Regions from separate parts of the Oryctolagus cuniculus genome. Here all the other regions are linked to region 1. The links are chromatin contacts, called in public Hi-C and Micro-C maps. All regions are on one chromosome and are shown on one strand. Each heading gives the region's core, a stretch centred on a gene start, on an enhancer-like site or on the middle of the called end of the contact. The rest is flanking DNA. Distances are from core to core; before and after follow the strand shown.

Region 1 (2,966 bases), core at 15-2,514:
GGCGGGGCCCGGGGAGGGGGCCCCGGACACACACACACCCCACACGCAGCGCGCGCCAATGAGCCCGGGCCAGGCGCAGGGGGCGGGGTTTTCCCAGGCTCGAGCACAGCAGCTGCTATTTACCTTCTTGGCTTCTCCCGGGGACCAGGAACCGGCCCCCGCTCCCGGCCGCCCGCCGCCGCCTCCCGCCTCCCTGCCCCCGGGGCGCGCGCACACACACTCACACACGCACGCACACACACATCCTCCCGGCCCGGCCGCAGCCGCGGCGGCAATAAAACATCCTGGCACGTGCTCCGGCTCCAGGCGCGCCCTCGCCGGCCGGCTGATGTCAAACTGCAGCTCGGCTGGTGCAGCTCTTAAAGGGCCCGCGAGGGGAGAGGCAGCCTCGCCGCCCGCCTGCCTCGAGGTGCCGCCGCGCCGAGGGCCCGCGGGCGGAAAGGGAGAGGGTGCGGAGGAGCGCGCGCGCGTCCCGGAGCGGCGTTGCCATCAAAGCGCCCCTTGTTCGTTTGTCATTGGCGATTCCATTTCCTTTCTACCCAGTTGGAAATTTTTCTGATTGTTTCCTGGGGCAGCGTGGGGGTCCAGGGCCCCCAACACCAACAGAAGGAAAGAGGGACGGGGTGGTGAAGGTGGGGGGCGTCCAAGAACCACCTTGCCCTGAGAAGCCTGCAAATGAGAAGTGCAAGGTAATTTTATTTTTCCTTCTGGTGCATGCAAAAAGGAATTTGGGGGTGGGTGGGGTTATTTTTCTGCATTATCTACTTTTCACTCTCCTCAGTATACAGAAGCTCGGAGGGAAATCACTTAGATGTTTGGGTAATTCACACCCTTGCACGCTTATGCCGCTTTTAATCACTGATCATGTCTCTCTTTTTTTCTTTGGTCTATACCTTTCTGAAAATATATTTCCAATGAACTTCTTATTACAGTCAAAGCAGTTCTGTGACACATAGAAAAGAGAACAAAGAGCAAAGACATTGGCCCCTTAAAGAAAGAAACTAGTCTAAAACTAAAGCGGAAAAATCCTCTCGAAAGCAAAGCCCAGAGGGGAGAGTAGCAAAGGGTTAAAATTCCTTTGATTGACGTTGTAGCCTCCGGTGCCCTGGGCTCAGGCGCGCGCCATTGGCCGCCAGACCTTGTGCCTGGCGGCCAATGGGGGGGCGCGGTCCACGAGCGGTGCCGCGTGTCTCCTCCTCCCATTGGCTGAAAGTTACTGTGGGAAAGAAAGTTTGGGAAGTTTCACACGAGCCGTTCGCGTGCAGTCCCAGATATATATAGAGGCCGCCAGGGCCTGGGGATCACACAGGATCCGGAGCTGGTGCTGATAACAGCGGAATCCCCCGTCTACCTCTCTCCTTGGTCCTGGAATAGCGCTACCGATCACCCAGTAGCTGCAAAATAGAATAATAAACCCTCGGCACTTGCTCAGTAGTTTTGTGAAAGTCTCAAGAAAAAAGGGACATTAAAATATTATTTTTGGGCGAAGGTCTCCAAAAATAAAAATTCTCTAGGGATTAAAAAAAAAGGAAGGAAAATGCCAGCTGATATAATGGAGAAAAATTCCTCGTCCCCGGTGGCTGCTACCCCAGCCAGTGTCAACACGACACCGGATAAACCAAAGACAGCCTCTGAGCACAGGAAGGTAAGCGCAGTGCCTGTATCTCTAGCCCCAGGAACCAGGTCGGGGGTGGGGGCTCCTTTCCCTCCGGAAACCCCGGGGTGAAGCGGCAGATCCCAGGGGAACTCAGAGTTCTGTCTGATTTCTTTGCAGTCTTCAAAGCCAATCATGGAGAAAAGACGAAGAGCGAGAATAAATGAAAGCCTGAGCCAGCTGAAAACTCTGATTTTGGATGCTCTTAAGAAAGATGTAAGTGGGGGAGAATCCTGCTGCTTTTATTATTATTATTATTATTATTTATTAAGAAGTGCGAAGTACTGTTTCGGAGCCTCCGGGAATGAAATCCCCCTTGCCTGCGAGGCGAGGATCCTAGCCTAGCCCGGCAATGCTGCTTTCTCGCCGGGGTCCACGGCCGGGGAGGCGGGGGGCGGGAGGGCCCCAGCGATCCGAGGCAGCTGACGGGGGGCGGCGGGGGTCTCACTGCCCTGCCTTGCCCTCTGTTGTGCAGAGCTCGCGGCATTCCAAGCTGGAGAAGGCCGATATCCTGGAGATGACCGTGAAGCACCTCCGGAACCTGCAGCGCGCGCAGATGACCGGTGAGGGCGCGGTGAGGGCGGCTCGCGCGTCCCCCTCGGCGGGCGGCCCTCGCACCCGGCGGTGATTCCTTCCAGACTTCCGCCCGCGGTTGTGAGCGGCATTGAGCTACATTTTACTGCCTTGGCTCACGCTCGCGTTCCCACGGTCTGGGTCTTATTTATAGCCGCAACTCCAAGTTGTTACTGTTCCGGAAAGGGAGGGAGAGAGGTGGTAGCCGCGAGGGTGGCGGGCGGCTTGGCTGCGGGGGAAGCGGGCTGGGGCTAAAGGACTGGGAGCCGTGGCGGTTTGGAGCTGTGTGCAGCCTGGGGGTGGAGTGGGGGGGGGGGTCATCTGGTTTAGCGCACTGCTCTCCTCCCCCGCTCCAGAAGGGGAAACCGGCGCGGTTGGTGGATTGAGGGTGGGGGCCGAGTCCCAAGGTCACAGCGCGCGCGGGGCTGGGCCTGAGAGCAGTTTAAATGGAGCGACAGGGAATGGGAAGGCGGTGTCTCGGCTCGGATTGCCACGCTGGTGTGGCGGTGGCGGTGGTGGTGGCGGCTGGTTCCCCTAGAGCCAACCCCCTCCGCCCCTCCCCGCGCCCCAGCCGCAGGCGGTCCGGCGGGCGCGTGGTCGGGGAGGCGCGCCGCAGGGACCTCCCAGGGCGGGAGGCAATGGCCCCGGGGCCAGGGCCGTTCGGTGACCCGTCTGCCTCCTTCTGGCCTACAGCCGCGCTGAGCACAGATCCGAGCGTACTGGGGAAATACCGCGCCGG
Region 2 (2,964 bases), core at 11-2,510, 130 kb after region 1:
CAGGCCAGGCCAGGGGGCTGCAGAAGGGAGGACAGGGTCTGTGTTTGGAAACAAGGAGAAAACCCGTGGCTCTCTGTGGGAGCCAAGGGACCCAGACCAGCCCCGGCTGTCTTCCCTGCCCCCACTCAGCTGTGCAGGCCCTGCCAGCTCGGGCACGCTTCCAGGCTGATTCGGAATCAGTGCTTCCCACGTCCACGGGTCAGACCCTGTGACTCAGCCTCTCAGGGCTCTGAGCAGGACAGAAGAGGAGGGCTCCCTCGGTGACGTCAGTGAGGGAAGCAGATGCCTTTCATCCCGCGCCCAAACCTGGTGCAGCTGCGATGTGTGGAGGGGGAGGGTTGCAGACTCTGTCCTGACTCCCGCACCACTGCGGGGACCAACGAGGCAGTCCGTCTCGTCTGTGAACCTGACTCACAAGCACAGGAACAGCACGTGGGAGAGAGCCGAGACACGCCTCAGCTGTCCGGCTCATGCGGCCCCACTACGTGCTCTCTACAGAGCTCAGCACTGTCACGGATTTCATCCATCTGTAATGGGAGAGAAAGCCCAAAAATGCAGCAGGCCCCACTCAGCAGCTCCTTGTTGGAGAGCTGCCAGGCGCCGGGCCAGCTGCAGAGGTGAGCGAGCATTGGTCCCCGCCTCCCAGGAAAGGGAGAAGCTTAACAGGGCAGCAGCAGCCGCCAGATCTGCCAGGGTTTGAATCCAGACTTCAACAAGGGAGTATTTATGTGATCCTGCCCCCCACCCCCACCCCCCCGCCAACGCCCCCGCCGCAGCAGCCTCCTCTGTGAAATGGGCAGAGTAAGAAGCCTCTCGTCTCCTTGAGCTGTTGAAGAATCCCTGCAGGGAACAAGCCTAGCACACGGTGCTCGGCCTTGGAGAAGAGTCTTGGACACCTGCGAACTTTTTAAAATCGAAAACCCAAGGCTCCCTGCAGGCACGCTGTGGGTCGGGAGCAGTTCTGAAAGTTGTCCACTCCTTTAGTCCACGCGGGAGTCCGTCCCAAAGCCTCGGACCCCACAGCCGTTCCCACTGGAAATCTCCAGCCACCTGACCTCAAAGGTATCCCACACGGCCTCGGTGGCCTCGGTGCCTGGACAGCCCCCGGCGGATGTGCGGCCCCGGCCCCGGGGGCTTGGAGAGCTTCCGGGACTGGCCGGGTCACACTGCGGCTGGCCGCGTCTGGCAGCTCCACCCTTCCTGGCAGCCAGGCCTCCTCCTCGGCCTCTGAGAGTCTGCCAGCGCCCCGGGAGGGAGAGCAGCAGCAAGGCCCCGCCGGGTCGGGGAGGGCGGGAGGCGGGGAGCAGGCTCCGGCCGGCGGAGCGCGCCTCTGGAAGTGCCACGCGCTCCACCTAGCGGGGACGGATCCAGGCGGGTCCCAAGCGGCTGCCAGGCTCCCGGCACTTGGGCCAGGCTCCTCAGGCAGCACGCAGCTGTTCAAAGGCGTCTCACACCAACGCCCACGACGACTTGAGGATTTTTCAGGGGACACGCTTTCAACACCCATTTCACAGATGAGAACTTTGAGCCCGTCTCCGGCAAGCAGTCCGTGGCAGAGCTGGAACCAGAAACCTGGTCTTTGCATTCTGCTTCCCCGAGCTATTTCTCAGCACGTGGCACACACACTTGGCAAGGAGAGGGGCAAAAGGGCCGCTGCTGGCCGGTGGCCCACTCCTCGGCCCTGAGGCCAACAATACGGCGCAGGGCGGCCGGGGGACGGCTCTTGTTGCGCACCCATTGGCGGGAACCTACGCGCGCGCCTGTCAGAAGCGATTGACTGACACCGCATCCTGCCCTTTCAACCCTGCCCCCATCTCAGGGTCAGCCTCCCTCCGGGCAGCAGGCCTGACCCCACCGCCCTGCGGGAGAGAGGCCTTTCTGTCCATCGTGGCCGGATCGAGGGCTCACAAAGTCTCCCCGGGCGGCGCAAACCCTCCGGCAGCGTAGGGCGCGCTGCTGCGCCCGCGGGGGAGCGGACCCCTGACACCCGCGCCCTGGCAGAGACCCACGGCGGGAGGCCATTTGGGGGCCACTCACTCATCCAGGCGGGGAGGCGACCCTTGCCCTGTCTTCTCAGGAAAACAAAGTCGCTCCTATGAGCTCTACGGAGACCGCCTCCTGCCCTGAACACGGCTGCAGGCGTCGCCGCAGAGGCCCCCCGGCGGCCCGCGGGGGCGGAAGGCGGCCGCCTGGAGCTGCCGGGCAGAGCAGGCGGGCGGTGCTCTGTGTTGTCCGGGAAGGCAGCCAGTCCTCGTGCCTAGGCTTTCCAGCCGCTGAGGAGCCCGCCAAGCAGGGCCCCCCACCTGCCGGGCTGGGCGGGCACACCCAATCACATAGACACGAGTTGCTGGGTAGTGTTGCCATCCGTGGAGCACCGCCCGTCAGTCCTCTCAGCCCGCTGGGCCTCGGCTTCCCCAGCTGACCCTTGGGGGCTGTCACTTTGCCGTGCCCACCTCCGTGGATGCTGGCGCCTTGGAACTTTGAGAAAGAGAAGCAGCAGGGGCCAGTACTTCCCTGAGGATGGCTGCTTGTTCTTTTAGGACTTAGTTATCTGCAAGGTGGAGTGACAGAGAGAGATATCTTCCATCTGCTTCTTCATTTCCAAATGGCCGCAGCAGCTAGGGCTGCGCCAAGCCAAACCCAGGAGCCAGGATCTCCATTTGGATCTCCTATGTGAGTGGCAGGAGCCCAATTTGGGCCATCATCTGCTGTCTCCCAGGCACAAGCATAGGGAGCTGGACAAGATGGGATTGGCTCTCCAGGCATGCTGATATGGGATGCTGGGATCAGCAGAGCAGGCTGAATGAACCCTGCCCCTGAGGGCATCAGGCTGCTGTTAAGTAAGCCTGTTAGAAAATCCTGCTAGTTGGTTTGTTCCAGAGATCCAGCAGCTCTGTGCTCTCTCCTCGGGCCCCTTGTGGCTGTCAGATCAGACTTTCGCCCACTCAGAAGGGGGACTAGAGG
Region 3 (2,988 bases), core at 341-2,840, 140 kb before region 1:
CACTTAGACTTAGCAATTCTTCTTAATATTTTCATAATATTGGGTTCCTCTTAGTGTCTATTGCTAAAACACTTGAAAACAGCAGACATCATAATATCATCCATAAATACTTCAGCATGTACTCCTAAAAATAGACATTCTTTATTACAACAAGCAAGTTACACCCTGTTAACAATATTTCGATAACATCTATTATCAAGGCATTTTAAACTGAATAAACATTCATGAGGAAGGTGAAGTCCCAGAAGAGTGTTAAGCCCTACAAATTATGTTCTGCAAAATTTGCACAAATGTTGTTTCAGAGAGAGAATTGAGCAAAGCTTTTCTGTCTCGTCTCTCTTCTGTCTTGGAGCAGCAGCTGCCTTCTCCAACCACACCAAGGGCCAAGACAGACCACTGACTCAAGGCCTCGGAGCAAATGAGACATGTGTGTGGCAGCCGCTGTGGCCCACGGTGTCCCTGCCGGGGTACCGGTGCTGTGACCTGGGGCCGCAGACACGCCCCACTGGACTCTGTGAGGATGACACAAACGGCTGCTCTGCTGCTTCTACCACAGAGAAAGCCAATGACCCACTGAACAGCATCCAACTCTCACCTCGAGCGATAAATCCATCACAAATCTTACAATTTATGACCCAGCCATCTTTCATTTCTCTGCCAATTCCCTCAAACCTCAAGACAACCAACAGACTCGGCGGAACTCTGCCAGACCCCACGCACCTGGCTGGACCGGTATTCAGGCCCTGTCCTCAGACCCTACCCGTGTTTTCAACTTTCTGGAATGATTTCTAGATGCCAAGGAATTATAGAGTTCAAAGGTGAGGAAAGGCACTGTGTCTTTCCCACCACCGTCCCCACATCAACTCCCAGCACAAACTCTTTGAAGATCCCCTGGCCCTTGGAACAGAGCTCTGCCGGGAACATTCTTTTGACACTGTTGTTTATCTACTCCTCTGCCCCACAACACTGAACTTCCTGAGAACCTCAGCCCTGGCCTTTTCAACTTTGTATCCTTGACTGAGTGGACGGGTTGAACGATGGTCTGGAAAAAGGTATGTCCAAGACCTAACCTCCCGTACATGTGAATGTGACCTATCTGGGGTGGGGGGAAATGGTCTTTACATATGTGATTAAGTGGCGGATCTCCAGATGCTATCAACCTGAGGATCAGGTTATTCTGGGTTACTAAATCCCACGGCAGAAGACACACAAAGGAGAACATCAGAGAGGAGGCGAAGGCTGGAGAGACGCAGTCGTAGCCAAAGGATGCCTGGAACCAGAGGGGACCAGGAAGGAGTCTCTTGGAGCCTTGGCATGGCGTGCAGCCCCGCCCAGCACCCTGATGTCAGAGTTCAGATGGCTGAAGCTGGGAGGGGAATACATTCCTGTTGTTTCAACCCACCAATTCGTGGTAATTTCTTAGCGCTATCCTCGAAAACCAACGTGCCCTAATCACACAGTCCCCGATACGTGGCTGGAGCAAAGCGCATCTGTTGAACTGGAGAACGGAAAGGCCTACGGGTGTGGCTGTGTATCTTTTTCATATTCCACAGCCAGGAAAGCATCTCCGAAGGCCACCGGACTCTGGCTAACAAATACGTAAGCCTTGTGATCCTGGCATGAACTGAACAATCTGTTCCTTTTAATGAGGTGTTTGAACCTCATTCTGAATGCATTGTTCTGCCCTCCTTGGTTTTACTGTAAGTGACTGAGCTGACTTCTGATGCCGTGCCAGCACACAATAAACCACGGGCCTCCTTCTCTGGGGCTGCCGAGGGCAGGAACTCCCCTCCCTGGGCAGTTCTTTCAGGCGAGGGTGGGAGCAGGCTCTCTTGTGCCAGCGGCATCCTGATTATGATTCAGGATGTACGGCCAAAGGCAAACAGTTCCTCTTCCAATTCAGTCACAGGGGAAGCAGCCAAGGCCCCAGGAGGAGCAGCCTGGTTCCCTTCGTGTGTGCGGCACCGGCTCCTGGGCAGCCGGCGAGGGAGGACGCCCTATCTCAGGCGTTAGCAGGACTGTGCTTCCAGTGCTATTCCAGAAACGTCTGCACTTGTTGCAAGCAAGCAGGCTTCCAATCCAGGCCAGCCACCACCGCGACAGTGGAAGTTATCTGCAGGCTAAAAGGACAAAGGTGAACCAGAATTAAGATACCTATTTTTATCTCTTCACGGTGGAAAAAATTCTGTGTGCAGCTCCCATGCCTTTGCCTGTGGCTACCAAGGGCCCAGAGGGCGACCCCAGGGGGCCTTCTGTCCTGCTGACTCATGCTATGACTCGAGCAGTGATGATTTTTTTTTTCCACTGCACCAGGCATGCCCCACTAGTAGACTAAGAAATCAGTTTCGTGAGCAGCAGCAGCACTTCTGCTAACGTGAACAGAATAGCAAGTATCTGAGTGCACTACGTGTGTCCTACGGGGCAGCACCGCCCCATGGAACTGCACTTTAGTCTTCCATACGTGTGTGACATGCCATTGGTACCTGCGCTGTCAATCATGACCCAAAAAGATAGGGATAGAGACTCTGCAGCCCCTCGCCTTCAGCCCCGCTCTAGAGAGCACCTTTTGTACTTAGGATGGGAAACCCAATGACCAGGATGAAGTCACCCCACACCTGTGACAGGGGTTAGTGCAGGAAACCACGCCTGAGGCTCGTGCTCCTGACCCTCGGGCCCTTGTTTCTAAACCTTGGAAGAGTTCCCTGCACTTCACCCCCCGCTACTTGGGGCCGCTCTCCCACCTCTGCAGCCCTGGAGGCCCCACGGCCCCTGACAACTACCCCAGAACAGTCCAGCGTCTCACTGCCATCTTCCTGTCTCTCTGTGTCCAGTGTCCCATTTCCCCTGCCCCCTTTTGGCAGGTAACAGTCCCTCTGGCCTCCTTCAAGGGCTCCATCTGATCCATCAGCTTGTGGACTGTCCCAGCCTCTCCTACTGCAAGCCCTGCGCCCTGAAGGACCTGCCTGAAGCAGCTGCTATGGGCTTCCC
Region 4 (3,307 bases), core at 165-2,664, 240 kb before region 1:
AAGCTTGGAAGTTTTGCAAATCCTAAAGAACTGCAAGAGTGAGTGTGTGTGTGTGTGTGTATGCGCGCGCACACACACATGCGTACATGCTGGGGGGTGGGTGGAGTTGGTTCTGCATGCTCCATGCACTGTTCTCAGGGACAGCCTGCTGACCAGCCACAGATCTCACCTGTCCATGCATGCTTTTGCGATCTGGATCTTGGTTTGGTTTTGACCCTACCTCCTGGTGCTAGGTACACGCTCCCATGCCTGTGTGGGTCACCCCTCAGTCTAGGGCAGTAACCTCACCACAACACCTGCAAGGGAGATGCCTAAAGATTGTGAAAGGAAGGACAGATTTAAAACCATTTTCTTAGGCTTCCGGTGGGGCTTGTCTCTGTCCCACCAGGAGGCAGCGGCACGTGAAGCTGTTTCCTTTCCCCAGCGCTCAGTTCGTTCACCACCACCTCGTGTCACCAGGCAGGTGTCTCAGCGCCATGTCATGGCTTCGCATGGGTTGCCGGAGGAGCACAGGGGAGAAGCTTCCTGCTGAAGATGACTCCTCAGCAGAGTTCTAAAGGAATGCATCTCATCAGACACCTTCAGGCAGTCAAGGAGAGTTTTCCTGGCAGCGGGCAAGGCTCGCGCAGAAGCTGGGTGCAAGCAAGGGCATGGTGTGTGTGCTTCGGGAAGAATAGGCCATCCAGGGTGGCAGAGTGTGTGCACAAGGACAAGTGTCAGGGTGTGTGGACGGCCGGCCAGCCCAGGGGCTCTTAGGAGACACAGCTTGCGACCTGCTCTTATGGATGCCTGCAATTTCACTTAGACCTTGCCGAAGGGCAGGCACTTAACTGCATTAGACGGCTGTCCGGGCTCCCTGTCCCGTATCCACCTGCCCCTTCCTATTCATCGGATGTCTCCAGGATCACTGCCTTAAGCCCCTAACCTTGGCCCAGGAGCCCCTGCTCTGAACCAGGCTTCCAAGCGTGGACAGGTTCTCATGAGGCTGGCTAGGCATTTCAGCTGGGTCCCAAGGACCGCTCGGACACCTGCTGCGCTCGCTCCCTGAGTCCCCAAGCCCTTCCTCGCGCGGTTACTTTTTGCTGTTGGTGAAGAAGTGCTGGTTAGGGCAGCGCGTGCTGCCCTCCGCGGACGCTTTGTTTCTCGCAGTCCCGGAGCCAGATGCTGCCTTTGGGAAGCCCAAGGCGTGGGCTCCATCGCGTGCGTGCTGGGCGCCTCCACATGAAAGGTGCCGGCGGCGGCGGCCGTTGGAGGAGCCGTCCTCTTCCCCAGCAGCGGTGGCGGCGGCGACAAGGCTGCCCGAGCGGCTCCCACCCCCGGCGCCCCCGGAGACAACACGCTCCGGAGCCACACAAAGGAAATGGCAAGAGAGTGAGTCACCCAGAGGCTGGTCGGCTGCGTGAGCAGCAGGCCCACAACAGGACCTTTGTGCTGTGCGCAGGACCTGAACGGCTGGAGGGAGGCAAGCATTTCAGGACGCTGAGTAATGCGAGCAGGGGCGGAGCCTCGGGCAGGAAGCAGGAGCGACTACTGGGTCTCTGCTGGTTGCCAAGCCCCGTGGGGGCGGCGCGCGGGGGGGGGGGGGGGGGGGGCGTCTGTTGCCACTTGGAGGGAGCTCTCCCCCTCCAGTCTTGTCACACTGCTGGTCGCCTCTGGGTCCCGTCTTGCAGGGAGGGTCCCTGACCTGGCGTGAGGGCCCTGGGACCTGGGGCATGTTCTGTTCCAGTATGGGAAAGGTGCTAAAAGTGTGTGTGTGGCTGGCTGCTTGGCTGGGGTGATTTATTGCGGCAGTGCTGCAGGTGGTGCCCTAGCCCAACGCCCTTGTGTCACCAAGGGGGAAATGGAGACCTGAGACAGGAGGGCCTCGTGCCAGGCCCCACAGAGACTGGTGTGCCACGGTGCCACGCTCCTGGGCCTGCTGCCCTCTGCTGAGTCGCTGTTGTGTGGTTCAGGGAACACCCCAAGGGCATAACTGGCACGCGGGGAAGGATCAGGATGGGGGGAATGCACAGGGACGCCTAACACAAGCCCTGCAGGAAGCCTAGGCTGGGGCTTATGGGAGGGGGAGGGAGAGAAACCAGGGCAGCAGCAGGCAGGACTCCAGGTCTGGGGGTGAGCACACTCTCCCGGCCAAGATAGGTCATAGAGATTGCATCAAGTGGGGAAAGAGCTGGCCTTTGTTAGGTGCCTGGTGTCTGGCAGGCATGGGTACTTAATCCTTTACTCAACCTGGAGGGAGCTACACTTCCCGATAAAGAACGTCATTGGGACCCGTGCTCTCTGGGACATTTAGATGCCAGCTCTCGTGGGGACTTAGCGTGGTGGCAGCTCAGTGGGCTCATCAGAATGCAGGAGTGGTTCTCAGCCTGAGGACCCGGAACCCCAGTGCTGCCCGTGCTCTCGCAGGCTGTGAGCCTGTCAGAACCAACGCGGGTCAACTTGCCCCCAAGGAGTTCCACACCAGGGACCAACAGACAGTGCCACAGGACCATGTGAGATTTTCTTGAAGCTGGGTCCTGCAAGGCAAGGTTCCCTGGGGTGTGGAAGATCAGTCAGAGGGTTAGGGCCATCCCTGGGAACTCTGATCATGTGTGAGCCCCGCTAATACCATACGCATGTGCATGTGTGCGTCAGAGCCCCTGGATGGGTTGCTGTCCAGGGCAAGTGCACTGCTGTGGCTTGTCTGCTTGGTGTCCCGTTCTCTAACTCCTGTGTTACCCATACTCACCCTCTCCTCAGCTAGAAGCATCTGCCCTCAGCTAAAAGCAGTTGTTCAGACGAGCTGCCGCAACCACACACCGAGAGCCACACCCAGGACTCACTGATGAGAGGCGGCCGGTCCACCGGTCTCCGGCCTCCCCTCGCCCAGAGCATTGCTCAGGACAGGTGCTGTCCGTACGCGCCTGGAATCATTCCCTACCTCTGATGTTTTCCAGTACCAAACAGAAACTGCCTTTACTGCAAGGAGCAAGGTACTGGGCTGCCATCCTCCAAACTCTCTTCGCTACCCAGAGTTTCAAGGTAAGGAGTCTAGAGGAAGTTCAGTGGCTTGTCCCCCGCCACATGGCACCAAGGTTCAGTCCTGTACACTTACCCATAAGACTATCAGCAACAGTAATAGCAGCAGTAATACCAAAGGCTACCAGTTGCAGAGAGCTCTGGAATTTGGGTGTCACGTTTTTCCACACAAGGCTCACAGCAACACCATGAGGTTGTTCTTACCTCGTTTTATAAGTGCAGAGTATTAAAGAAACTAGATTAAGCTGGTGTCACCGAGCTACTAAGTGCAAGAACTGGACTTCAGAGT

The links. A called contact is a pair of places that touch in the nucleus more often than the background predicts.
Region 2: a contact with region 1 is called in a Hi-C map of psoas muscle, with 4 times the contacts expected there. The contact joins the enhancer-like site here to the promoter of HES1 in region 1. A contact is called at or near these places in 5 of 6 Hi-C or Micro-C datasets (ear pinna, embryonic fibroblasts, psoas muscle and 2 more).
Region 3: a Micro-C map of ear pinna shows a contact between it and region 1, with 2.8 times the contacts expected there. The contact joins the enhancer-like site here to the promoter of HES1 in region 1. A contact is called at or near these places in 4 of 6 Hi-C or Micro-C datasets (ear pinna, embryonic fibroblasts, psoas muscle and 1 more).
Region 4: a contact with region 1 is called in a Micro-C map of ear pinna, with 4 times the contacts expected there. The contact joins the enhancer-like site here to the promoter of HES1 in region 1. A contact is called at or near these places in 3 of 6 Hi-C or Micro-C datasets (ear pinna, psoas muscle and an unstated tissue).

Annotation. Positions count from the first base shown.
Region 1 is chr4:85,317,429-85,320,394 of mOryCun1.1, reverse strand. It overlaps HES1 (hes family bHLH transcription factor 1), which reads left to right and starts at 1,264. Exons shown (of 4, transcript XM_002716517.5): 1 at 1,264-1,645; 2 at 1,775-1,870; 3 at 2,130-2,217; 4 at 2,921-2,966. The coding sequence starts at 1,538. It overlaps LOC103350485 (a long non-coding RNA gene), which reads right to left and starts at 250. Exons shown (of 4, transcript XR_518490.4): 1 at 124-250.
Region 2 is chr4:85,189,012-85,191,975 of mOryCun1.1, reverse strand. No RefSeq gene overlaps it. Among named protein-coding and RNA genes, the nearest start is that of CPN2, 74 kb to the right of the region's middle. Within about 2 kb of position 1,260, at least 4 of the 8 cell types and tissues checked have an H3K27ac peak or open chromatin away from gene starts, as enhancers often do. A contact at or near this core is called in ear pinna, where this site is marked.
Region 3 is chr4:85,453,258-85,456,245 of mOryCun1.1, reverse strand. No RefSeq gene overlaps it. Among named protein-coding and RNA genes, the nearest start is that of HES1, 140 kb to the right of the region's middle. Within about 2 kb of position 1,590, at least 5 of the 8 cell types and tissues checked have an H3K27ac peak or open chromatin away from gene starts, as enhancers often do. A contact at or near this core is called in ear pinna, where this site is marked.
Region 4 is chr4:85,559,323-85,562,629 of mOryCun1.1, reverse strand. No RefSeq gene overlaps it. Among named protein-coding and RNA genes, the nearest start is that of HES1, 240 kb to the right of the region's middle. Within about 2 kb of position 1,414, at least 7 of the 8 cell types and tissues checked have an H3K27ac peak or open chromatin away from gene starts, as enhancers often do. A contact at or near this core is called in ear pinna, where this site is marked.